Linked DNA regions of Mus musculus: regions 1, 3, 4, 5, 6 and 7 are each linked to region 2. Evidence: chromatin contacts called from public promoter capture Hi-C data. All regions are on one chromosome and are shown on one strand. Each heading gives the region's core, a stretch centred on a gene start, on an enhancer-like site or on the middle of the called end of the contact. The rest is flanking DNA. Distances are from core to core; before and after follow the strand shown. Region 1 holds the start of Cdc42se1 (CDC42 small effector 1). Region 2 holds the start of Mrps21 (mitochondrial ribosomal protein S21). Region 3 holds the start of Txnip (thioredoxin interacting protein). Region 4 holds the start of Lix1l (Lix1-like). Region 5 holds the start of Lysmd1 (LysM, putative peptidoglycan-binding, domain containing 1). Region 6 holds the start of Pip5k1a (phosphatidylinositol-4-phosphate 5-kinase, type 1 alpha). Region 7 holds the start of Hjv (hemojuvelin BMP co-receptor).

Evidence for each region. Promoter capture Hi-C pulls out the DNA fragments that hold promoters and counts their contacts.
Region 1: a contact with region 2 is called in a promoter capture Hi-C map of hippocampal neurons, with 5 times the contacts expected there. The contact joins the promoter of Cdc42se1 here to the promoter of Mrps21 in region 2. A contact is called at or near these places in 5 of 39 promoter capture datasets (cranial neural crest, hippocampal neurons, liver and 1 more), 4 of 115 datasets of contacts at active chromatin or transcription factors (bone marrow-derived macrophages, embryonic forebrain, embryonic stem cells and 1 more) and 3 of 9 other capture datasets (adipose tissue, liver and pancreatic islet).
Region 3: a contact with region 2 is called in a promoter capture Hi-C map of pre-B cells, with 6 times the contacts expected there. The contact joins the promoter of Txnip here to the promoter of Mrps21 in region 2. A contact is called at or near these places in 3 of 39 promoter capture datasets (hippocampal neurons, liver and pre-B cells) and 1 of 9 other capture datasets (liver).
Region 4: a contact with region 2 is called in a promoter capture Hi-C map of liver, with 4 times the contacts expected there. The contact joins the promoter of Lix1l here to the promoter of Mrps21 in region 2. A contact is called at or near these places in 4 of 39 promoter capture datasets (hippocampal neurons, liver and pre-B cells).
Region 5: a contact with region 2 is called in a promoter capture Hi-C map of liver, with 5 times the contacts expected there. The contact joins the promoter of Lysmd1 here to the promoter of Mrps21 in region 2. A contact is called at or near these places in 7 of 39 promoter capture datasets (the 3T3-L1 cell line, fetal liver, hippocampal neurons and 3 more), 1 of 115 datasets of contacts at active chromatin or transcription factors (bone marrow-derived macrophages) and 3 of 9 other capture datasets (adipose tissue, liver and pancreatic islet).
Region 6: a contact with region 2 is called in a promoter capture Hi-C map of hippocampal neurons, with 4 times the contacts expected there. The contact joins the promoter of Pip5k1a here to the promoter of Mrps21 in region 2. A contact is called at or near these places in 2 of 39 promoter capture datasets (hippocampal neurons and pre-B cells), 2 of 115 datasets of contacts at active chromatin or transcription factors (astrocytes and microglia) and 2 of 9 other capture datasets (adipose tissue and liver).
Region 7: a contact with region 2 is called in a promoter capture Hi-C map of pre-B cells, with 6 times the contacts expected there. The contact joins the promoter of Hjv here to the promoter of Mrps21 in region 2. A contact is called at or near these places in 3 of 39 promoter capture datasets (liver and pre-B cells) and 1 of 9 other capture datasets (pancreatic islet).

Annotation. Positions count from the first base shown.
Region 1 is chr3:95,227,013-95,230,289 of GRCm38.p6, reverse strand. It overlaps Cdc42se1 (CDC42 small effector 1), which reads right to left and starts at 1,866. Exons shown (of 5, transcript NM_172395.3): 1 at 1,425-1,866. It overlaps Mllt11 (myeloid/lymphoid or mixed-lineage leukemia; translocated to, 11), which reads left to right and starts at 1,613. Exons shown (of 2, transcript NM_019914.4): 1 at 1,613-2,206.
Region 2 is chr3:95,869,666-95,873,263 of GRCm38.p6, reverse strand. Mrps21 (mitochondrial ribosomal protein S21) reads left to right here and starts at 1,750. Exons shown (of 3, transcript NM_001355759.1): 1 at 1,750-1,811; 2 at 2,649-2,770. The coding sequence starts at 2,688. C920021L13Rik (RIKEN cDNA C920021L13 gene) reads right to left here and starts at 1,742. Exons shown (of 4, transcript NR_040446.1): 1 at 1,579-1,742.
Region 3 is chr3:96,556,108-96,559,905 of GRCm38.p6, reverse strand. Txnip (thioredoxin interacting protein) reads right to left here and starts at 1,949. Exons shown (of 8, transcript NM_001009935.2): 1 at 1,421-1,949; 2 at 942-1,017; 3 at 689-836; 4 at 471-573; 5 at 61-317. The coding sequence starts at 1,670. Gm15441 (predicted gene 15441) reads left to right here. Exons shown (of 4, transcript NR_040409.1): 2 at 64-228; 3 at 1,509-2,620.
Region 4 is chr3:96,599,844-96,603,134 of GRCm38.p6, reverse strand. Lix1l (Lix1-like) reads right to left here and starts at 2,002. Exons shown (of 6, transcript NM_001163170.1): 1 at 1,662-2,002. The coding sequence starts at 1,953. Gm52628 (a long non-coding RNA gene) reads left to right here and starts at 2,036. Exons shown (of 2, transcript XR_003954672.1): 1 at 2,036-2,824; 2 at 2,918-3,291. It also overlaps a transcript of Ankrd34a not described here.
Region 5 is chr3:95,131,901-95,135,378 of GRCm38.p6, reverse strand. It overlaps Lysmd1 (LysM, putative peptidoglycan-binding, domain containing 1), which reads right to left and starts at 1,291. Exons shown (of 3, transcript NM_153121.2): 1 at 383-1,291. The coding sequence starts at 562. Scnm1 (sodium channel modifier 1) reads left to right here and starts at 1,367. Exons shown (of 7, transcript NM_027013.2): 1 at 1,367-1,534; 2 at 1,751-1,821; 3 at 2,091-2,179; 4 at 2,268-2,362; 5 at 2,466-2,554. The coding sequence starts at 1,484.
Region 6 is chr3:95,105,281-95,108,604 of GRCm38.p6, reverse strand. Pip5k1a (phosphatidylinositol-4-phosphate 5-kinase, type 1 alpha) reads left to right here and starts at 1,675. Exons shown (of 15, transcript NM_008847.3): 1 at 1,675-2,229. The coding sequence starts at 2,154.
Region 7 is chr3:96,523,823-96,527,113 of GRCm38.p6, reverse strand. It overlaps Hjv (hemojuvelin BMP co-receptor), which reads right to left and starts at 1,929. Exons shown (of 4, transcript NM_027126.4): 1 at 1,784-1,929; 2 at 512-685; 3 at 1-79. The coding sequence starts at 599.

The DNA.
Region 1 (3,277 bases), core at 617-3,116, 640 kb after region 2:
GGCTCTACCAACGTCCTCCACCCTGCCCCAAGCGAGCCGAGCCGGCGGCGTGGTCAGGGGTGGCCGATGCTGGAAGCGGGAAGGAGGAGGGAGAGGAAAGGGGGCCGAGGAGGGAACAAGGACAGTTCTGTTTCTCTTCCAGGGACCTGACCAAGCTGGGTGGAGGGAAAGTGTGTGTGGGACTTGGCGTGAAACCACCAATGATGATGAGAAGTGACCAGGAAATTCCATTCCCTTAGGACATTAGGGTCTCTGAAACTTGGAGGCCCGTGTCAGAGTGTGAAGACCAGCCAGGGTCACTGTGGTAGTGCGGGAGTTGGGGGTGGGGTGGGGTGGGGTGGGGGGGGGGGGAGGAGGAACAAAGCCAGAAAAGGAAGTACTAAGCTTTGGCTGTCACTCCTCTTCAAAGCAGCCAACGAATGGGCTGGGAACAAATAAAGCCTGAGCTGGCTAGCTGGGGAGGGTGGGATGCTGAATCCATGGCCCACTACTTCATCCCCACAGTAAAAAGGAAGCCAGGAGGGATCAGGGACAAAAGCGCAGAAAGCCACATCCTTGACAGGAGGGCCCCTCTCACTTCCACCAGAAACCCAGAACTTGAAATGACAAACCCTAAACCACCGTCATCGTCCCGGTGGGCCTTACACACTTCAGAGCTGTAGAGGGGCGAGCAGGAGAGAGGTGGGGAGGAAGGATGTACACAGGTAGTTCCCCGAGCCTGTGGTAGCCCCAAACCGGTTCTCCCGGTCCCGCTGCCTCCGGCCCCAAGGCCTCCCTCTCCAACCCGCTGTCTGACAAGCCTTCACAAGAAGCAAGAAGCAGCTGGAGAGAAAGAGACTTGAGAATCGTGTGGGCAAATTCTGGCTATAAGCCCGGGGATGCAGCTGGTCCCTGTGTGGAGACCCTCCAAACATAGCGGGCTGCTGAGGGACTCCCAAGAGAGGAATGGGCCCCATTTTCAAACAAGTTACAGATATTTGTCCGAGCACCAACCCTGCCCTAACCCCAGGGAAGGGCTGGGGATACTTAAAAGTTAACAGAAGGAGATCCTAATTTCTTCCCCTCCCCCAATATTCTCCGTCAGACTCCAGCTCCGTCCCCCACCCACTGCGACCCAGGATGGGAACTTCGATGAATTGTACTGGCTCTGTCAATGTTCTCCGTGGCTGCTTCACTCTGGCTTAGACCTTCCGGGGCCCAGCACCACTTCGGATTCTCTAGCACAGCAGATCTCTCAGGTTAGAGGGCCGGCGAGGAGCCCCTGTCGCTTCGCACCTTCCACCCGGCCCCACGCTGCAGTCGCCGCTTCCCTGCCTCTCCGTGGCTTGCGCCGCCCGCGCGTGTACTGTGATCGCGACCTCCCCGCTGCCCTGCCCTCCCCTCCCCGCCGCCCGCGCGCAGCCCGGCTCGCCCGGCGCTCTTACCTGCGGCTCCCCGGCGTCCCCACTGCGGGCGGGGGCTCCGCCACTCCGGGTCCCCTGGCTGCTTCTCGGCACGGCGGGGAGTTGAGGGCGGGCCGGCAGAGGTGGGGCTGGCGGAGGGCGGAAACGCCGGCGACGCGATTACGAAACCCAGGGGCTGAGAGCGGAGCGCAGCGCTCCGCCCAGCTTCGGGGCGCACGGCGTGGCCCGCGGGGACAGCGGCAAGCACCGCGCTCGGGGACAACCGCGGCACCCCAACTGTCTGTGCTAGTCTGTCCACCTGCTGCAGGCGCTGAGAGGACGATGCGCTGGGGCCCTTTCTGAGTCTCCCAAAGTCCCCTTTAGTCCTTACAGTGGGAAAGGAGGGCCATTCTGTTGTTTAACCGGAAGACTTTTTAACCCATACATCTAAGTTAGAGGACAATTAACTGCTCAGCCATGCGCTCCAGTCAGCACGAGGGTACTTGGAGAGGTGGGGGTGCGGTGCGAGCCGACGGAGAGGCTCTACGGTGGATAGCGTGTTCCGGAACCTATCCCTCGAATTAGCCGAGTCAGGCAGAGAGGGGGCGGGGAGTGCTTCCGCCCTTGCTAGGAGGGGCTGCATTGCAGGGGAGACCCAGCGGCAGATTCTGTCACAGACGAGGGAGAAGGCGTGAGGAGACAAAGCCGTCACATCCGCGACAGCTTCCTTCAGCAGCCTCCTCCTCTCCAGTCCAGAGCCGACCCCCGAGCCCCTGAGGCATCCCTTCCGTCTTCGGAACACCCTAGTCATTCATTGCTAACAGGTAACCAAGACGAGGGACCGCTTCTTAAGCTTGAAAGACCCCGTGTGAGACCGAGGTGGGGGGCAGTTTAAGAGGAGAGAAGGGGGCGCTATGAACAATGGGTTACTATTCGTTACCAGATTTTTTATCTGTTAAGATCTCCATCCATGCCTTACCATGGACCTAGGCATTCATTTCTAGCACTTTACCTGTAATCATCTCTCGGCATTTAGCTCTTCATTTCATGTATTCATTTTCCTATAATTTTTGCCCTGTGCATCTAATGGCTTCTGTCTAGTGTCTAGTTATCTATATCTTCCTTTTCAAGCTATAATTTCTGCTACCAGTTATTTGGTGAATCTTTATTCCTACTGTAATTATTGTAGCCTCTACTCCCTTGTATTTCTATCCCCCTCGATTTTCTGTCTCTTGTAGGGAGGTTTGGGGAGTAGGGTACTTTTTTTTTTTTTTAAACATGAGATGCTATTGAGAGTGATTGGAACCTTTAACAATCTCCTCCCTATCTCAGATTTTTGCTCCAAAGAGGCTTTAGGTGGGACAGGTGGGAGCCATTGTGGGATTGCCCGATGGCATGCTGCAATCAGTGTAGCTCACAGGAACTACTTATGACAGCAGATTTGTCTTTGCAGCTCCTCCTAGAAAAAGGGGAGGATTGTGGCTAATAGGAAAATCCTAGAGCAACATGAGAAATACCAGGAAGCCTCCATTTTCATCCACCACCATCCCTCCTTAGACTGCATGGTGGCAGCATGACACAGCAAGGCCCTGTGGATTAGGCCTTGAATGCTCTTGGGGGGATCTGGACAAAGGGTATTTGGGTGTGTCCAGGTAGTTTAAAGAAAGTGTATCTTTTAAATGTGTGTATCTACTAATCATTTTATCTCTAAGAATAGACAATGAAAATTTAGAAGTTACTCTGCATAAAATAACTGGGTGGCATTTACTGAGCAAATATGTCAATTTTCACCATCCAGAGCCCTTAGGATAAGCAAAAATAGATAAAATGATGGGTGAAGAGCATTTAGGGAAAGAAAGGGGACGATAGCTGAAGAGCAGCCGGTCTTTTTTATT
Region 2 (3,598 bases), core at 501-3,000:
CAAAAGTTCCCCATACCCTCCCCTCTCCACTCCCCTACCCACCCACTCCCACTTCTTGGCCCTGCTGTTCCCCTGTACTGGGGCTTATAAAGTTTGCAATATCAAGGGGCCTCTCTTCCCAATGATGGCCGACTAGGCCATCTTCTGCTACATATGCAGGTAGAGACACGAGTTCTGGGGGTACTGGTTAGTTCATATTGTTGTTCCACCTATAGGGTTGCAGATCCCTTTAGCTCCTTGGGTACTTTCTCTAGCTCCTCCATTGGGGGCTCTGTGATCCATCCAATAGCTGACTGTGAGCCCATTCGATTCTTATGACCAATTTTGTGAGACCAACAGAGTAGATGTTAGCATCATTTTACAAATAAGAAGCCAGATTGAAAGTTCATGTTTAGCAAGATCTAGATTATAAGTATTTGTAGGTCACAGATCTCCATTTCTTCTACCCAAGTCTACCACTATAGCCCAAGAGAGCCGTATAATATCAACAAATAAACATGGTAGTATTCCAATATTTTTATTTAGACAAAAAGTGCAGACCCCTAGTCTGAGTAACTTGTTCAAAGTCATACGTCTGCTGATGCTTAGAATCTGAAGCTAGAACTCCTTTCTAACGGATTACGTACTGTCCATAGAATTAATTTTGCACTTATTATATGCGACTGGGCCTAAAATTGTGTCTACATACTGTCAGTTGTACAAGAGACACTGGAATAGTATCAGCAGTGCTTAGCAGAGGACAGTCATTCAATTAGGTTTGCTGACAAGCACAAAGGTGTCTAGCTTCAGTTTGGGACTTTGGATTTGGCTTACTACGAGGCAGGCTTAAATTTTGTGTGAATACCTATTAACTGATAATGACCTGGCCAGATGGCCCGGTGGTTAAGAAAATTAATTGCTCTTGCAGAGAACCCAGGTTCTGTTCCCAGTACCCACATGGCAGCTCAGAGCCTCCTATTAACTCCAGTTCCAGGGCCCCAACACCTCTCCAATCCTTCTTGAGCTCCTGCACGCACGCACGCACACGGTGCACATACATACACGCAGGCACACGTACACACACACAAAATAAAAGCAAATCCCTTAAAGAAGTAACAGATGAGGGTGCATCTGTGTGTGTTGTGGGTAGGTTTTTCTGTATATGGATACTTCTAAACCCATGTAAATAACCATATATGGAGATGTGGGGATAACATACACATAGGGTTGTCCAGACGTATGGAAGAAAAAAAAATTCTACTAGATCTTACAAGGCAACAAATGGCAAAGTTGGCATTAAAACAACAATATTTTGATTTAAAATTCTGCAGGCGTTTCCCATTTGTTTCTTTTTGATTCTACTTTATTTAATGAAATGGCTTAGGTAGCTGATGCAATGGGAAACTCACAGTATGTAATTTCTTTTCTTAACTTTTAGGCAGATTAGGGGGTGTGGAGCCATTTTTTTCACCCGGTGAGCAGATCTGTCCTTTTTAAATAGAAAATATTCTCAGGACGCTTCCCATTTCCCATCCAGAAAACGAAATCGCTCAAATCTAGTAAAAGTTTAACAGGATTAGAGCTACGGATCGGGCTGACCTTCTCGCAGACCCGACGACCGCGACTCCTCCATAGGAAGGTGAGGACGCTGTTCCTTTGACTGTCAGGCGGAAAGTCCAGCGCCTGCGCTCAGCACCGAACCTTCGCAAGGTCAGACGGTAAGCGGAGCTGCAGTCGGCTGAGCCCTGCAGCGTAGCTTCCTCCCGTCGCGGGACTCCGTAGCTTCCGCTTCCGGTCCGCAGAGACCCGGAGTCCGAATTCAGAGGCCCCAGGTAGGGAGCTCGAGGGGTGTGGGGGGGTTCACTGAGCTGCAAAGCGAGTATGGCGGGAGGGCAAGATTTCGCGTGGTGCCTAGAGGCGGACGAAGAGTTCTTTCTAACTCTCAGCGGAAACCTATTTTTTGGTTTGCTTTGCTTTGCTTTTTCGAGAGTGTTTTTATGTAGCCCTGGCTGCCCTGAAACTGGCTCTGTAGACGAGGCTGGCCTCGAACTCAAGAGTTCCGCCTGCCTCTGCCTCTCAAGTGCTGGGATAAAAGGCGTGGGCCACCACTGCCCGGCAATTATCTTTTAATTATTTCTTGGTGTGACCGGGGGGTTGGGAGGGGCGAAAGTCAGGACAGCTTGCAGGAGTCTGTCCTCTCTTTCCACCGTAAGGATCCAGGGCTCTAACTCGGGTCATCAGGCTTGGTGGCAAGCGCCTTTACCTGCTAAGCCATATCACTGCGTAGTGAAAGAAATGTTGCTAACAATTTGCTTGTACTTTTTCATTAAAAAAAAAAGTTATTTATATTTTATGTGTGTGAGTGTTTTACTTGCATGTATGTCTGTGCATCACAGAGGTCAGAAGAGGGTGTTGGATTCCCTGGGACTGTATGTGTTGTGAGCCACCCTGTGGGTACTGGGAATCGAACTTGGATCCTCTTAACTACTGAGCCATCTCTCCAGACTTACTTGTACTTACTAAGATATGGAGAATTCCTCCAGCCCAGTTCTGTGGATCTCAAGCTGGTTCTGTTGCTAAATTAAATAAAAACTACCTATGGTAAGTTGTGACTCTGTTGGGCTTTGTTCTCTTACATTGAGTCTCTGGTTTCCATGCTCGATGTCCAGTCTGTAGTCCCGGAAGAATGAAGATTTAAATACGAGGCCATGGCTAAACATCTGAAGTTCATTGCCAGGACAGTGATGGTTCAGGAGGGGAACGTGGAAGGTGCCTACCGGACCCTGAACAGGTAAAATGAGTCGAGTCTTGCCTGGACCAGCCGTGGGAAATGTGAGGTGATCCTGCACCCAGCCTACCACCTCATAAAGCCTACCACTGGTGCCAGCTCTGTGTAGGCTCTGAATACCACCACCTCCACCTCCTCCTTTTTTCCTCCTCCTCCTCCTCTTTCTTCTTCCTCCTCTTCTTCTTTTAAATTTATTTATTGTGCATACAGTGTTCTACCTGCATGTATGCCTGCATATCAGAAGAGGGCACCAGATCTCAGTACAGATGGTTGTGAGTCACCATGTGGTAGCTGGGAATTGAACTCAAGGCCTCTGGAAGAGCAGCCAGTGCTCTTAACTACTGAGTCATCTCTCCAGCCCCTCTGGACACTTCTTATCCCTTCAGTTTATTATCCTAAAAATGAAGTTCTCCAAATTCAGCTCGATGGAGCTTATCCAACAAGCAGCTATCATCCCTTGATGATAAATCTGAGTTCTATCCAAAGACCCCGAAAAACTGCTGGGCACACTGTAATCCCAGCACCTGGGAGGTAGAGACAGGAAGAATTTGAGAATAATTTAGATGATGGTGACTAGACTCAGTCTCAGATGACCCCTCCTCATGTCAAAAAAAAAAAAAAAAAAAAAAAAAAGTCTGGGAGGGGAATGAGAAACAAGAAGCAGAGGCATGGTGCATTTCAGCTGAGCCAGTATCTGTGGAATAAGGCTACTAGAGAGGATTAATTCCTCTGTGATTTTTGTTCATCTCATGTAGCTCAGGCTGGCCTAGAATGGGCAGTGTAGCCAAGGATTACCTTGATTCCTGATCCTCCTGCCTCCGTCTCCCAGAT
Region 3 (3,798 bases), core at 700-3,199, 690 kb before region 2:
TTGAGTACAGAAAGCACTGAATTTGTAACCAGGTAATTGTCTCTCTTCTCACCCACTCACCAGCAAGGAGTATTCGACTTTGAGGATGTTGCAGCCCAGGATGGATGGTCTGATCTTCTGCACTCTGAGGCTCTTGCCACGCCACGATGCGCAAGTCCCTGAGATAATGTGATTGCCTCTGACTGAGGACAGCTTCTGAGTGAACACTTTGGTCTGGCCATTGGCAAGGTAAGTGTGTCGGGCCACAATAGCCGCTTTGGGGACCACGATTCGGGAACACGTGTTCTCAAAGTCAGCATGGATGGAGATGTCATCACCTAGAGTTAAAATAAAATGAGGAAGTATGAATAGCCATGCAAGTTAACAGCACTTCCTCTGCCTCTACCCTACGACCCTCTCCGTACCACCCCCAACCCCCCCACCCCCAGTTCTGGCTATCCTGTCTAGCATTTGAAGCAGTATGTTTTTACCTTCACAGAATCCTTTTCTGTCAATTCGAGCAGAGACTGACACACGTCCATCAGGAATGAACATGCAGGAAACTTTCTTCTCCTTTTTGGCAGACACTGGTGCCTGTGTAAAAGGAAATAATGTTTTGAGATATTTCAACCCCCATGCATCTAATTTATTATCCCTGACCAAGAAGAATTTTAAAACCTTTTTAAAAACAAAAACAAAAAATCCTCACCATTAGGTCAGGGGTATTGACATCCACTAGATCCATCACTTCGAAGTTTTTCTTTGCCTCTTGAGTTGGCTGGCTGGGGCGATCGAGAAAAGCCTTCACCCAGTAGTCTACGCAACCATATTTTCCTTTAAAGGATGTTCCCAGGGGCCTGTGTCAAAACAATGAACCAAAATTAAGGCTAAGAACTGTAAGAGATCAATGGAGGGGGAAGACTTAGAAATAAGAGTGCAAGGTGCACACGGTGGATGCCTACCCTTGAGGAAGCTCGAAGCCGAACTTGTACTCATATTTGTTTCCAGGCCTCATGATCACCATCTCGTTCTCACCTGCTGGGAAACAAAGACAAGGGGCCATTAGGCTTCTTGTTACATTTTGAAAGCGTCAATGAGGAGTGCCTGGGCAGTAGACTACCTTACTTCACTTCCACTTTCATCTCTTACACTATGGAAGAAAAGATCCCAGAGCACTTTCTTGGACAGAAAGTTGCGAAATCCACAAATACATTAATCTTTAAGTAGTAGCTAAGACAACACTTTCAGGAAACAGTACCTCAGAAAGTGTTCAAATCACTCTAGGGGGGTGAAGGGTAGTGAAAAACTTGCTAATTACAAAGTAAAAAAATATAGGGACCAACAGTTCAAACCATTCAAACGAACAACTCGAAACATTTAGTGGTGCCCTCCCCGACCCACAGACCTCCCAAGTCACCATCAGTCCTGCTGGGAGCAGTACCTGTAGGCTGCTCTTCTAGGAGAAGTGTGTCTTCATAGCGCAAGTAGTCCAAAGTCTGTTTGCACTGCTGAGACCCTTGCATCCACAGGACCTTGGCCACGCCGCAAGCCAGGATCCTGACGGCTTTGACTCGGGTAACTTCACACACTTCCACTATTACCCGTCCGGCCACCTTCTCCCCGCTGCCGTACACCTTCTCGGGGTCGTTGAAGACCACCTCAAAAGACTTGATCTTCTTGAACATCACCATGATTGAGCCGAGTGGGTTCAAGAAAAACGAAAGCCGGAGAGGAAAAAAATCTTTAAGAACCCTTCAAAGCAAACGAAGAGCTCGCCTCCGTAAAGTCAGGGCTTGAAAACCCAAACGAAAATGTAAAGAAAGCTTCAAACAAACCCTAACAACTTTTCCAAAAGGTGCCTGGAAGTTTCAGCCTGCCGGCTGTGCCAAAAGCTTTCAGGAGAAAAATAACAGCTGTCTTCCGCAACTGGAGAAACTCTGGAAACCCCGAGACCAGAGGAGGAGAGTGTCAAGCGGCTGCCGGAAACGGCTTATATAGCCGCCTGGCTTGGCGCTCCACGCGAGTGCTGGCCTGGAGGCTCGTGCAGCCCTCGTGCACAGTTCTCCCATTGGCTACTTGGCCCTTGTTTACCAGGCCTCCAACCAATCAGCGAGGCCGCCGGGGCGCGTGGACACGGTGTGCTCCTAGCGGGGAAAATGGTTGTTGTTCGGGTGCGCAGCCTTGCCAGCAGGAGGGGCGGGGCCCGGGGCGACGGGTGCCCTCCCTCCCCCCGGGAGGCTGGGACCCCGGGACCCTGAACCTCATCCAGGGGACTCCTCTTGGGAGCTGGGTTATTTGGGTGTGTGCTTTGTTTTTTTTTTCCCCCTTCTTTTTTTAGGTGAAAGAAAAATGTGCTTAGGAGAGGATTTCATGACTCGCCTGAGCCAGCGCAATTCATTTCGAGGTGACCATTTATTCCTGGCTCACAAGTTCGCAAGTCTTGTGAAAAACAATCCCATCGCACCGAGGATACTCCAGGATGGAGCGGAGGGCGAGAGTGCAGTCGTGTTAGTGAGAAAGAGCCCACCCGATATGCTCCTATTGCACTTCTATTGAAGAATAAAAGGCTGCGGTCTCTCCAGACGAGAACTTGTCAGATATTTTAAAGTCTGGCTTTCAGTCCTTTCTGGTGAATGCTCTGGTGGGTTCCCCTCATTTCCCCCTCATTTCATGCCCCTATGTGCTGCTACTGTTCCTCGCCCATTACATTCTATTCTGTTCTCTGGAGCGGAAGCAGTAAGGGAGTGTCCACATCCTGTTGCTTATCCCCTCATCTCTTCAGTGTACCTGTGAAGTTGGGGAACATTTTGTATATGTTCCCTTGTTCCTCACTGCAGCTTTGTGAGGTGTTTACTTTCACACTGATGGCTCCCCCGTCCTTGTTTCTCCAGGAAACAAGAGGTGGACAAACCAAAAAAATAAAATAAAAGAAAGAAAGAAAAAGGAAGAAAAAGAACCTCACTCCTTACTTTGTTTTCGAGTTCCTGTCATTCTTTTCCCCCCTCTGTCCTCTCTCCAAATTCACTAAATGAAATGCATGTCCCTAAGCCTGTTTCAATTTCACCGGCGCTGGAGCTGTGTTAGTTTCACTTAGTTATCTGGCAAACCTTGCTGAGAGATGCCTCAGGAGCTGACTAGAGAAATAACTCTTAAGTGTGCAAAGAAACTCTTGTGTGAAGGATTACCTGCAACCCCCTCCCCCTTCGCCCCCTACTCTATTCCCCACCCACCCACCCACTCCCACCCCCACCCCCACCCCGCGCCGGAGCCTTGTCATTGAGTCCTAAACTCCTTCCATATTTGGGCAGAATTATTAGGAGACTATCTATCTCCTTCCTTGCGCAGGAAAATAAAGATGATATAGCCCTGAGATTAAGATGGAGAAGTAAAAAGCGATTGCATGCCTGTTCACCGCTGTTCATAAACAACACCCCCAGCCCCCACCCCCGCGCGCCCTAACTGGGTTGACACCCTAAGGCTAACAAGTTACAACTGAACCTTAAGCAAGCACAGAGATGAACATCACACGGTTCAAAAACATATACACAACACCAAGGCCTAGGAACACCTTGATCCTTAGGGTGTGTTTGTTCCAGAAAGTTAACTAACTAGGCGTCAGGTGTTTTCCAACGATAAACAGTATTTATGAATACTGTAAGGGAGGTAGGTCGCTCACTAACTTCAGTTTCTCAGTGCCTGTAGCAGGCATCTGAGAAAACCTTAGCTTGATGGTATGAAATATCAAAATATACCGAAAGTTCATATATCGATGTTGTTAAATAGTGTGGTATGTAGCAACATAAGATTTAAAAATTTTGT
Region 4 (3,291 bases), core at 753-3,252, 730 kb before region 2:
ACTACTACACCCGAGGCAAAATGCTTCCCTCAGAATGAGATAAAAAAGAGCCGGACATATTTATGGTGTAGCCATGTTAAACCTTGTTTACTCTAACCGACCTGGAAAGTAACTCTGTTGACTCAGTAGCTTCAGAAGTGCATCCATTTGTAGCCCAGCACCCTACAGAATCCTAGCCTGGCTGCAATTCAAACTGGTTAGAGAGCAAAGAGAAGGGGAGAATAAATGAGCCATCAGGCGTGCAGCAGAGTGGATCTGAACGTTCAACTTCACTGAAATCTTCCTGTTCACAAAGACACAAACATTTAAGAGTAGAAGAAAGTGAAACATGGTCTCAAGGAAGAGATGACCAGAAAATCGGGGCTAGCAATCATTTTAAGTGCCCAATCTGTCATCAATGTGCACAATCCTTGAAGAAACTGCTGCTCAGTGAAGTTATGAGACCCTTTGCCCAAAGACAGAGCCGGGACTGACAGGCCTCCGAAGCCTGTCTGCTCTTTTCACTGAAGCTTCCAAAAGGAAGCAAAGAGTGGGGCGGAAGGAGGTCAACCAACAGTCTGGAAAGAAAGAAAGAGGGTGGGGTGAGCTGTGCAACTTTTCTCCTAGAAAACAGCAAGGAGGCAGTCACTTTTAGACCCAGGAGGACCTGATCAAGGAAACAGAAGGGATGTGTTGGAAATTCCAGACTTAAAGTCTGAGTCATACACCCTTCACTGTGTGTTCCTTGTCGTTTAAACTATGAATTTGGAACCAGGATTCTGACAGGAAATTGGTTAACGTTGCCTAAACAAAAACAACAAAGAAAATTCTCACATCCCTCTTCCCAGAAATTAGGCATCTTTAAGCCGGCAATTTCTAAGCAAAATAAGGTTGTTGCCTGGCTTGTTTCCACAGAATTTAGCATTGAGTGAGCCAGGGCCTGAGATTTATCCTCAGTTCCTGGGCAAGGGCCAGGAATACAGCGCCAGACAGACAGAGGCCCGAGTTGTGAGGCTCCAAACTAAGACACTAAAGCGAGGCACCAAGTCACAGGAAGCTGGCACGGCCTCAATGGTGTGGGTTCAGATTCAAAGGAACAATTATTGTGAGTGACTTTTGAAAGCACTACCTAATAATTCTCCAGCAGATCTGAAGTCATGGTGGAAATTTCATGGTGGGAGGTGGGGTGGGTAAGTTAAGTATGTGAAGAACTAAAAAGTCGAGATTCAGAAGATGAAGTACAAGGGCTCAGGAGATGGGAGTACAGGAATTGCTGAGATCAGAGAGAGAAGACAGAGAAGGGTAAGGATGAGAAATGCCCTGGGTCTGAGATAAAGGAGAGGATCCCACACAATAGGGGCGGGTTCTTAAAGGGAGAAGGACATTAAAATCTTAAGCCTGCTGACAGAGAAAAAGTTGGGAAGAAAAGAGAATTGCATCTGAAAACAGGAGTCCCTGAAGAATGCATTAATAACTCGTGTGTGTGTGTGTGTGTGTGTGTGTGTGTGTGTGTGTACACGCGCGCGTGCGCGCTTGTGTGTGTGTCCAGAAGGAAACTCCCCAAAAGGAAATGCATGCGAAGGCTGGACGCCAAGCGGAGCCACTGTGAGGACAGTGGGAGCTGTGGGAGCCAGGCTCTTGACTAGAGGGTGTCCCGCAGGAGGCCAGTTCCCGACACTTACCTCGACCGTAGCCCTGCGTGTGCTTGGCGAAGCTCCTCACCACCGCCTCCACAGCCTCGCGCAGCACCGCAGGGCTACCCGCGGCGCCGGGGGGCAGGGGCAGCCCGGGGGCCCCAGCCAGAAGCAGCGGAGGCGGGGGCGGGGCGGGGGGCGGCGGGGCGGGCGGCGGGCCCACGGGGGGTGTGGCGGCGCTAGTCGGGGCCCCGGTCACCCCTGGCCGCAGCGCTCGCAAAGTGCCTCTCCCACCGACGCCTACACCGGGCTGCAGCCGCTGTGCTCGCATCGTCTCCATCCCGGTGGCCGGCGGAGCTGGGCCCCGGAGCCTGCCAGCCTGGCGAGCTAACGGTCCCAGCTACCCCAGTGAGCAAGAGCCAGGGGATTGAGGGCGGTGCCGGGATCCAGCTGTCAGTCAAGAGCGGGCGGGACGAACCAGATGCCATGCCAATCACTGGTGGAGAGGGAGGAAAGGGGTGGGCTCCTGAGCCACCTTAGGCAAATGATTGAGGAAGGCGGAGGCACGGGAACCAATTGAATAAAGAAAAGGCTAAATCGTCTAAGAGAGAGAGCTTCGGAGCATCTTTGGGAATCCTGTGGTAAGCGATAGAAATCCGGCCAGACCCCTGGGGCGGGGCTTGAAGGGAAAATAGGCCTGGATGCAAGGCTGGATAGAACTGTAGCTGGAGAGGTTTCTTAAGGACCATTTGTCTGATCACTTTACTTTCTAGATGTAGATGCGGTTCAGAGAAGTGATGTGACTCATCTTTAAGTTCATACACAATTGGTGGTGGAGTGAAAACTGAGTATAGTGCTGACTTTAGTGAGAATATGCTATGTCATATACTTGAGTGCACTGCCTTATTTAATAGCTGCCAAGTACAAACCAGGTTTTATTTTACAAACAAGAAAAGTGATGCTCAGGAAGATTAGATACATGAAATGGCTGGATGGCAAGGGAGATTCAGACATTAAGTGTTTTAATCCAAATATTTTCCTTTTTTCACTATTTACATTCAGGAATGGTTTTCTGACTTCAGCTACTCACTAAGGGAGTCAGAGAACGTAGAATGTGTTTATCACTGTACAGAAAGAGTGAGCTAGAATACACTCAGAAACCTATCAAACAGAGAAATTCAGGACATAGATGGAAAGGGTGCTTGATCCAGGTAAGTCTGGGTTCCAACAGTTGTTCCCAGCAGACATCCATGCACACAAGCTGCGACACCCTTTTGTTGACTGACCATTCCTTTTCCCCTTAGGTGAAGTTACTAGCCCCACCCCCTCTCCTAGGGTTGGCTAAGAGACCTGGGACTATGGAGGTTAGAAGAAAATGAATAAAGGCACACCTGGTGAAATGAAATTAAACCCTGTATTTAAAACAACAACAAAACCTGTGTGGTCAAGATGTAGGAAGTAGCATCTGCTTATGGAGAAGAGGGGCAGTAAGAATCTTAAATCATTAAAAGTCAGGCATGGGGAGGCTGGGGGGAGGCCCACCAAATGCCTTAAAACCTCAGAACACAGGGCCCATTTGCCTTTTCTTCTACAACCACTACTGGTCAGTTGGTCTCCTGGAAAGAAAGTAGCTGCAGCCTCTAGATTGGCTCCCTGAGTAGTTGTGACTGTAAGTCTC
Region 5 (3,478 bases), core at 42-2,541, 740 kb after region 2:
TCTCTACATCCCCACCCCCACCCCTACCCCACCCCCGCATGGCTAATAGTACCGGCTTTAGAGTCAGACAGAAACCTTACTCTGACACTTAAGTGATTCGACCTTGATCAAACTGGTTTATCAGTCTTAAGTTGATAGGGACACAAGTCCAGTTAATGGCTGTAAGCCCCGCCCCCACTCACCCACCTCCCTCACCATCTACAGGAGTTGCTCCTCCCACTGGGATAGTTGGGCAGATCTGTCCCAACAGTGCTCTGCTGAGATGTGAAAGCAAAATAAGGAAGAAAAAAAACAGACCATAATAGAATTTAAATAATGTGAGAGGGGGCATCTTAGCGGGCCACCCACTTTCTCGGGACTATCTCAATTCTGGAAGACTCACCGTTACCCCGTATTTGAGTGCTAATCCAGCCAGGGTGTCTCCAGGCTCCAATTGATGCTCCAGGCGTCTTTCCCTCACTGGGGAGCAGGATGATTGTACCAGGCTTCCATAAGAACGAGCACGGCTCCCATGCAGCAGCCCTGACCCCCCGAGGGGAGGCTGTCTAGAGGGAGAAGCCATCTCCTCACTGTCAAGACCTAGGGTCACAACTGAGGGAAGCCCAGCTAAGTAACAGTGACGGCCGAACCCAAGGAATGGATATTCAGATAATTCGTTTTCTCTTCTCTCGTCTCTCTACAGTCTCCCGACTCTCGAGAGACTACATTCGTCGTCCTCCTCTTGCTGCTTCTTGCCGTGCCTGGAGTTACTGTCCGTCTCTTAAGAAGTCTGCCAGGCCGGTTACATTTCTCTTTCCACGAGCTCCTTACCCATAAGTATCTTCCCTGAGCTGTCAGTCGCTGACCCGGTTGACTTTCGACGCCCCCTCCCCAACTCCTCGCAAGCCTGATCTCTGACCTTTGAACCCTAGACACCCTCATCAACACTCTTCCCTCAGTGTATCCCCACATCCAACAGTCGGGATGCCGGGTGCTCCCACATCCTCTCTGTTCCAAATAAGGCCCACCCCAGGTAGGTTGTGGCTGAGGAGTACGAGCCTGAGGACAGCAAGAGTTTGTAGTATATAGTCCACTGAGATCCCTGACGCCTCGCTCCACATCAGGAAGGTCCCACCCTGAAATTCCGGCTCCACATACAGGATCTTGAGTCTCCGAACACCTGGATCCTTCGAGATGTGAGGTCCTGTGTCCAGGTGAGCAGTGTGCTCTTCAAAAAAATAAAAAAATAAAATAAATAACCAAAAGACTTCATTTCCCAAAAGGCACAGCGTCTCAAAGTATTGTAGGAAATGCAGGCCCCCTCAGGGCGCTGGAGGCGGGTCTTCCGGTTCGCGCGACGCAAGCGTGGAACATCATCCCCGGAAGTACAGATTCAACAAGAAAGAAACCGGAAGCAGAGAAGGCGATAGTGTACTCTTTCTACGGTGGCCTAAAGGAGCAGCGAAGTAGGCGTAGGGGAATTTATCGTAGTCTCACAGTCGCTATGTCTTTTAAGAGGGAAGGGGACGACTGGAGTCAACTCAATGTGCTCAAAGTAAGCCTTAGTGAGAGTCTGATCACCTTCAGCCGCCCTGTTGTTTTGTTTTGTTGCTCTGGCGACATCTAGGGGAGGGCTTAGGGGACCAGAACTGAGTGGTGACCCCTACTACCCTATGATCTGCATAGCCCCGTGTGCCATTTGACTCCTTATCCATACTATTTCATTTCCATCCGTCCCTCTTACTCATTTCTCCTATCCTGCTCCCTGCAGAAACGGAGAGTTGGGGACCTGCTGGCTAGTTACATCCCTGAGGACGAGGCACTGATGCTGCGGGATGGACGGTGAGAGCGAAGAGTGGATCAAGCCTGGGGATTCGGGGATCAAAGGCTCAACAAACTTTTGTCACTAAGGAGTTCAGGAGTATAATAGGACTCTTTGGCTGGAAGTGAAGTGTAAGGGGTGGAGATCGGGAAACCTGGGAGTTGGTGGTGGAGTACTCTGACAGAAGTAGGACCTACTCACCATAGCAAGAACACCCCGACTGCAGGCTCTCGAACACACAACATACACACCACACACCACACACATCATTCACTTCTCGTTTCCCTAGCTTTGCTTGTGCCATCTGCCCCCATCGACCAGTACTAGACACGCTGGCCATGTTGACAGCCCACCGTGCAGGCAAGAAGCATTTGTCCAGTAAGTATCAGAGAAGTGGGGAGGGCGGGAGATGGAGAGCAAGCCACCAGGCATTGTGCTTTTCATTCCTCCTTGCTTTTGTTCTCAGGTCTGAAGCTTTTCTATGGCAAAAAGCAAACAGGCAAGGGAACAGAGCAAAATCCAAGACAGCAGAACGAATTGAAGACAGAAAGCAAAACTGAGGTGAGAGGGCATCAGGTGTGGTTTAGACAGGGCTATACTTCACACAACAGGCTTGAGGGAACGTTTGCTCCTAACAGCTCTAACTCTGTCTCTTCATCACCAGGCTCCTTTGCTAACCCAGACTCGAATCATCACCCAGAATGCTCTACACAGAGCTCCCCACTATAACAGTTGCTGCCGGAGGAAGCACAGGTCCGTGGAATGGGAAAGCCAGGAGTGGAAAAGGGTAGAAGGAAATAGATGACTTTAAAGTTATTGCTCTCCAGATTGTATTCTGAGAAATAATAATCTTGTGGAAATATTTTTTTTAAATGATGGTAGGGGCTGGACAGATGGCTCAGCAGTTAAGAGCACTGACTGCTCTTCCAGAGGTCCTGAGTTCAATTCCCAGCAACCACATGATGGTTCACAACCATCCATAATGAGATCTGGCGCCCTCTTCTGGGGTGTCTGAAGACAGCTACAGTGTACTCATATATATAAAAGAAATCGTAAACCATCATTTTTTCAGGTTTTTTGTTTTTTGGGTTTTTTGTTTGTTTGTTTTTTGAGACAGGGTTTCTCTGTGTAGCCCTGGCTGTCCTGGAACTCACTCTGTAGACCAGGCTAGCCTCAGAAATCTGCTTACCTCTGCCTCCCAAGTGCTGGGATTAAAGGCGTGCACCACCACTGCCCGGTGGTTTATGATTTTAAAATAAATTTTTTAGCAAGTGGAAAATTGTAGAATAATCATACTTATTAGGAACATTAGGGCTTGGTGAGATGCCTCAGTGGTTAGGAACGCAGGGGGCTCTTCCAGAAGTCCTGAGTTCAATTCTTAGCAACCACATGGTGGCTCACAACCATCCAAAAGGGATCTCTTCTGGCATGTAGGTACACATGCAGACAGAGCACTCCTATATTTTAAAAAGTGCAATAAATAAATACATTCAAAAAGAGAGAATTGTAACATTAGTAGAGCACGGTGGTGTACTTTTTGTTTGTTTGTAGCCCTGGCTGTCCTGAAACCCTGCTATTTAGACCAAGGTGACCTCATATTCACAAAGATCTGCCTGCTTCTATCCCTCAAGTGTTGGGATTAAAGGTGAGCACTCCATGCCTGGCCTTGGAAAATCT
Region 6 (3,324 bases), core at 426-2,925, 760 kb after region 2:
GTCCTTTTTGCCTACTTACAATTTCAGAGTCTGAAATAGCTTTAATCTCTACCTCAATTGATTTTTAGAGCACCTTAGGAAATAGAATCAACTGAGTTTACACTTAACTCAAGTGTTTGTTAACTTGTGCAAGAGGAGGGCAGAGGAAAACTTGAATGGATCAATTCTCTTATCCCATCTCATGGACCTAGGCATAGTTTGGTGCCTTTATCTGATGAGTGGTCTTAACAGTTCCCAGGTGACTGAATGCCTTTTCTGGAAATATAGACAATTTATTCAACAGTATTTACTAAGTATCTGTGAGACACAACTTCACCTGTGAGTGAATAGCACTGTCTGACACCAGTAACAGCAGGGCGAAGGTTTCAGGTACAGTACAACATACAATACTTCAGTGCTACCGAGTCAAAATGCTGTTGAATTAGTGATGCTAATTCTATCAAATGAAGTTTGTCAATCTTTAGTACCCAAGGGAGCACAAAGAATCCAGCAGATGGCAGTAAGGAAACAAATATTTTAGGTCTTGAAGGCAGAGGAAGAAATCTGAGGTTAAGGAATGGGAGATATTTGATGGATACTCTGGCCCTGGGTTCCCTTTGGAGGAACATCTGGATAGGTGTCCAGGCCACTTTAGAACCAATAAGCTGGAGGTTTTTTCCCATGCCTTTTATTTATTCATTTCACAAATAATTATTGAGTGATTACCTTGTACAAAAATGTGACAGGAGGTGGACATAGAACTTTAGCACACAGTCTTTGCTTTTCAGAAGCGCTTGTTCAAAAAGGCCTTCCCTAGGCTTCCCATAATATTCACAGCTGCTAGGGTTCTTTGTAAAAACTGGGCAGAGGGCTGGTGAGATGGCTCAGTGGGTAAGAGCACCCGACTGCTCTTCCGAAGATCCAGAGTTCAAATCCCAGCAACCACATGGTGGCTCACAACCATCCCTAATGAAATCTGATGCCCTCTTCTGGAGTGTCTGAAGACAGCTACAGTGTACTTACATATAATCAATAAATAAATCTTTAAAAAAAAAAAAAAAAAACTGGGCAGAGTTCATATGACAACTAGGCTAGAGTAGAATCCCTCTGTATTTCTATGCCCTTTGGAGTATAGATAATTAGCAACTGAATGCTAAGGAGGACTTTGGATAGGGGGAGGTTATTTGATAGTCTGTAGTCTTTTTTTTATCAGGTCTTTTAAACTTTGTTTTTATGTATTTTTCTTACTTTTCTTCTTATATTGTTGACAAATCCTCATTGCCTTATTTATCAAATATTTACATTTAATGAACTCTGTCGCTGTGTCTAGCACTGTTTGAAGTAAACAAAACATCTATTTTTATGTCTTTAGAAGGAAGATCCCACAAGCCGACACCTTAAACAGTAAAGGCTGGAAGAATTCTTGATGGTTGTGATGTTTTGTAGTGCACAAGAGCTTAACATTTCGGACTTGACACAGAGCTGCGTTCCGAATTCTTTCCAGGACTGTCATTTGAGGAGCTCAGTCCATCTCGGTCCAGCTGATTCTTAACAAGAGTTCTTAGCAACCCGATCAAAGATACGAACCTATATTGGCCTACTGAGCCACCGTAGACTCACGGTCTACGGTCGGTGGATTCCTTGGGGTGTGGCATCATCTGTCACGTGATCCGAAGTCCCCTCTGATTGGCTTCTCTTTTCTCCGGCTAGATAGACGAACGCCGAGAAGCTGTGGCGCATGCGCAATACCGGGGTTTCCTTGGCCGCCCACCCTGAGCCGAGCGGTGGAGTTGGGGATAAACAGGCAGTGGCTGGGGAGGTGAGGGAGGGGGGGCATTCGCTTTTGGGGGCACCTCAGGTGCCTAGGTTTTCCTTTAGGTTTGTTCTATCCGAGACGCGGGACTCCCGGGGCCCGGCTCAAGTGTTCCTGTCTGGTAAGAGAAGGTAGCTTTGGCGGAGAGCAGTTCAAGTTGCTAGGAAGGTGCGAGACTGCAGCTCTCCCCCATGCCGGGCAAGTGGTGCGGTCCTGAGCTTGTCCTGGAGCCTGAACAACGCCTGTGAGAAGCCCGCCGAACGCGGGTTCTGTGAAGAGACGTGGGGAAGATTCGATTCCGAGAAAAGGAAAAGCCGGATTGAAAGGGAGCGAAGCCGCTGAGGGGGAGGGGGCTGCCAAGATGGCGTCCGCCTCCTCAGGGCCAGCGGCGGCCGGGTTTTCATCCCTTGATGCCGGGGCCCCTGCTGGTACCGCAGGTGAGTCGGGTGGGACGCGGGCAGCCGACTGAGGAGGACTGTGAGATGGGAACAAGACCGAGTCCTGGGAGGGGACCTGTGGTTGAGGATGTCCGAGGGGTTGCCCCTAAGGGAGGACAGGACCGGACTTTGAAGTAGACAATTCTATTACTAGAGGAGTCTGGGGGAAAGGATGGATGTCGCTGAGAAAAAGGGAAGCTGACGAAAACTCACACAGTGTCTCAGAGGCGACTGCGTTGAGAACTTTGAGGAGGAAGGATGGAGACTGAAGGTTGGGGGTTAAGAGAGAAACGACAACAGGAGTGGAGAAACGAATCAGTGGAGACTGAGGATACAGCTTAGTAGTGGAGATCTCGTCTAGCATGCATCAGGATCTGGGCTTAATAAGACAAAATAACGTAAACGGAGTATTGGTAGATAAAGGTGTAAGGTAGATACCAAAGTGATTGTGAAATTAATAGATCAAAATGTTGAGGGGATTATGGAACTTAAAAGTAATGGAGAGTCATGGGAATTGTGGATTTTATTGGGAGTAAGTTCCTGGAGTGGCTTTCCGCTCAGACTCCCTCCCCCACCCCCCGCCCGCCCCCCTCCCAGTGCGTCATTCCTCCTCTCATCTCTTGTCAGCAGCAGCCAGCCACATGCTTACTTTCTCACATTAACTCTTTAGGGGATTCCTATCTTTAGGTTGTACAACTGTGGAAAGGAATGAGGAGTTGTGTTGTTTTGTATTTTGATACAGGCACTTCTTATGCCTTCCTGACTGGCCTTAGTGCTGGGATCATGGGAGCTTACTATAGTCAGCACAGAGGGAAACATTGGAAACATCTAAAGGATGAGGAGGGAGGTCAAGGTCAAAACACCCTAAAAGAAGGAGGGTAAATGAAATGAAGCCTTGACTTGTAGAAGAGTCGGGGTTAGGCCTGTGGTTAGGCTTCATAAAGATGGGGAGGGGTGTGTGCGACTTGAGAGCTATGGGAGGATGTTGCATAATAGGATAGGGACTGGAGGAATGCCTAGGATGATGTATGAAGAAATCGTAAGGAACTGGGCAATATGGAGAGGTCAGAGTAGTTAGAGATTAGTAGGGATTGA
Region 7 (3,291 bases), core at 680-3,179, 650 kb before region 2:
GGTGAGCCACCTCCCCGAAGACTCAGAGTGGACGAGACATACTCGGCATTGCAGCGGAGGATCTTGCACTGGGAGTGAGCTGGGGACGGAAGGGAGAGGGCAGTGAAATGAGACACAGGTTCTATCCAAGTCCAGTATGCACCTAACTGCCAAAAACCATCCGCCATCCCACCGTTCCTACCACTCAGCGTGGCCGCTTTCCCAATCTCAACCTTCATTCTCCCAATCCTTGCCTCCTTCCCTCCTTTCCTCTACTAAAAACGTGTAAAGCAGTCAGACTTCTTTTCCCTGGGGTCTAAGGACGCCATCTGTGTCCTTCTTCAAGTTAAATGGGAAACAAGACAGGCCTCTTTCAGAGTTGGGAGGTGCTGGGACTCAGCACACATCCCTCCTCACTCTCCCCCCACCCCCCACACCCCCACACCCCCACCCACCCCCACCCCCGCGCGCTCATTCCTACCCAGCATCCTAACCTCTGGATATGTCCAACCCTTCCCTGGCCCTTCCTTACCCTGTCCACAGAGGAGCAGCAGGAGAGTGAGGGTGCTTAGAGTTGGAGGGCTGCCGTGGGGGGACCGGGGACTAGGGGACTGGCCCATACCTATCCAGCCAGGTCCCCCCAGGCACCGGTTCTTCCCAGATGATGAGCCTCCTACCTAGTGAATTTCTCTGGGTACTTCTGTGACTGGAAGAAGAAATTTGGCTGAGTGTGGGGAAAGAGAAGGGTTGGAGACCAGTCAAGATGGTGGGTAGAGAGAGCATCTGAAGAGACCAAAACAAAAATGAGACAGACTGGATCTTGGGAAGAAGGAGGCTTCCAGAGGGTGAGCGTGGCTGGTGAGCCTCTGTGCCCTGCCCCTGCGGCCACCTTCAGGTCCCTTGTGCAATATGCCTACGGGGGCGGGGTGGTGGTGGAGGGAAGGTTGAGTGACCTCAGTGTGCAGAGTCCAGTGTACTGCCCCATCCTGACTACCAAATAGCAGATGTGCCAAAAATGGAGGACCCCTAGAGAAAGTGAGGTTCTGACCATGTCAGTGGGTCCCCAGTAGCACCAGGATCTGATCACGCTTTAAGAACATACTTCTTATGGATCCTTCCCACCAGAAACCACCTGCCGTTTCATTTTCTTCACTGTGTTAGAAGGGCACAAAGGGTAACATGGTAGGCAGACGCCCTGTCTACGATATCACCTTCCCAGTGAAAGGAGAGCCGGTCTCTCAGCCTCTCCAGAGGGCTGACAGTACGATCCCTCTCACAGGATGGGGTACAAATCAAGCATTCAAATTAATATATGTTTCTGTCTAACAGTTCATGTGTTTTTCCAGACCCAGCTGAAAAGCCCAATCCAGACACTCCTGGTCTTTTGAGGAGAACAGATATGGGGGAGGGTCTGTCTCCTTTTCTCCTGTCAAAACCCTACTTTGGGATAAGCATATGAGCAGGAGGTCAGAGAGGTCTTGAGGTAGGGATGGGAGTGTAACTCGATGGTAGCTGAGTGTTTACCATGCTCAAGGCCCTGGGCCCAGTCCTTAGCACTGCCCCCTCCCCCTCTCCCAAGGTCTTGGTGTAATAAGATGGAGAGGAAAATAGGAAAGCCAGAGAGAGGCAGCATTAAACATCAAATGGCCATGGATTAGAAAACATCTAGGCAAGAGGAAAAGTGAAGACTGGGGTAGTTGCTAAGGGGAGATCTTAGTTTTCAGAACAGATGTCTGTAACTTTATGAAGTTCTGGCCTTGACCCAAAAGCTTATCAAAGTGATCGACATTTCATCTGGACTTACTGTTTCCCGAGGTCAAGCATTACTCTGATACTGGGTTCTCGAGCCATAGTTGCCTATTCTGTTGGTCTGCTCCAGCCAGGGGGTCCCCCATCTCTTTCTCCATGATTGCCCCGGAATGGCTGCAGTCTCACTCAGGTCAGAGAGCCAGAGGAGGTTTGGTGTGGGGGGAGGGGGGAGGGAGAGTATATGGTTGGCCCAAGTACTGGACAGCTGAGAGGAGGAGGGAGGTGCCTACTGAGTTGACAGTTTTAAAAATAGCTAGGTCCAAAATTCCAGGAACGTTGGTGGCAGTGGGGTGTGGGAGCTAAGGCAGCAGGAACGATGAGCAAAATAAGGATGGAATATGGAAATATTGGATACCAAGGGAGGGAGAGTATAAAGAAAGATGATGGCCAAGTCATATATCCAACTGTAGCTTATAAGCTGCCACTCAGGCCCTCCAGCATTCCCAGTAATGAACTCAGTATTCCCAGTAATGCCTTTAAGACTGCTGGTGGTGATTTTGTGTGATGCCAGTCACTCACTGCTCTCATCCTCTCTTTACTGAGGATTCCATTGAATTTCTTCTACACATAATACACTGAGGTGGCCGGCTTTGAAGATGGACGGCAAGCATAGTTCAGAGACCCTCCCCCATCTCTGCCAACTATTTCAGAAGCTGAAAGGTCCAGCTGTCCCGAGAAATCCGAGAGCAGAATTGTTTCGAGAAGGGTTTATTCCGTCTGCCCAGATCAGATCTCTGCAGCTGTCTACTCTCTCTCCACCTTTTCCATTACACTAGTTTGTGCAACAATCCCTCCTCCCTCCTCCTCATCAATACAAACACAAAAAACAGAAGCTTCCAGGTTGCAGGGGCCGGGGCCGGGGTAGTAACAGAGGCAGAGAGAAGAATCGGAGTCAGTTTTGAACACTACTGATCCACAGAGGAGTGGCGTTAGATAGGTGAATTCAGAAGGAAGACATTTGGGAATATACTTTTATAGACAAACTGTTTGAAGATTCAATTATAATCAGGGTTTTAGCTATGTCCGTCTTTTCACCTGGTGGCATTTCTGGGACACTGTCCCACAGTACTTGCCAAGGGAAAGCAGCACAGGACTGATTACAAAGTGTGTCACAAAAGCTTCTGGCCCTGTCAGCTCTACATGAAGTTCTACAGGTCCACATGGTACATGGTCCCTTCTCAGGCACGCATACACACACACACACACACACACACACACACTTTACAAGAGAAGTGTGGGAGCACATGTATTTTTTATAATGAATTTAGCTTTTTCTCAACTATACAAGACCATATCACAATAATCTTTTACATTAAGTTATTTAGAACATGTCTGTCTCTGTGTGTCTGTGTGTACCTATGTGGATGTCAGAAACGTTATAGGAGTCAATTCTTTCCTCCCACCATGTGGGCGTTAGGGGCCAAATGTGAGGTTTGGTAGCTAGTTCCTCTACCTACCTGCTGAGCCATTTCACCAGCCCACATCCCAAGAACTTTTATTCCA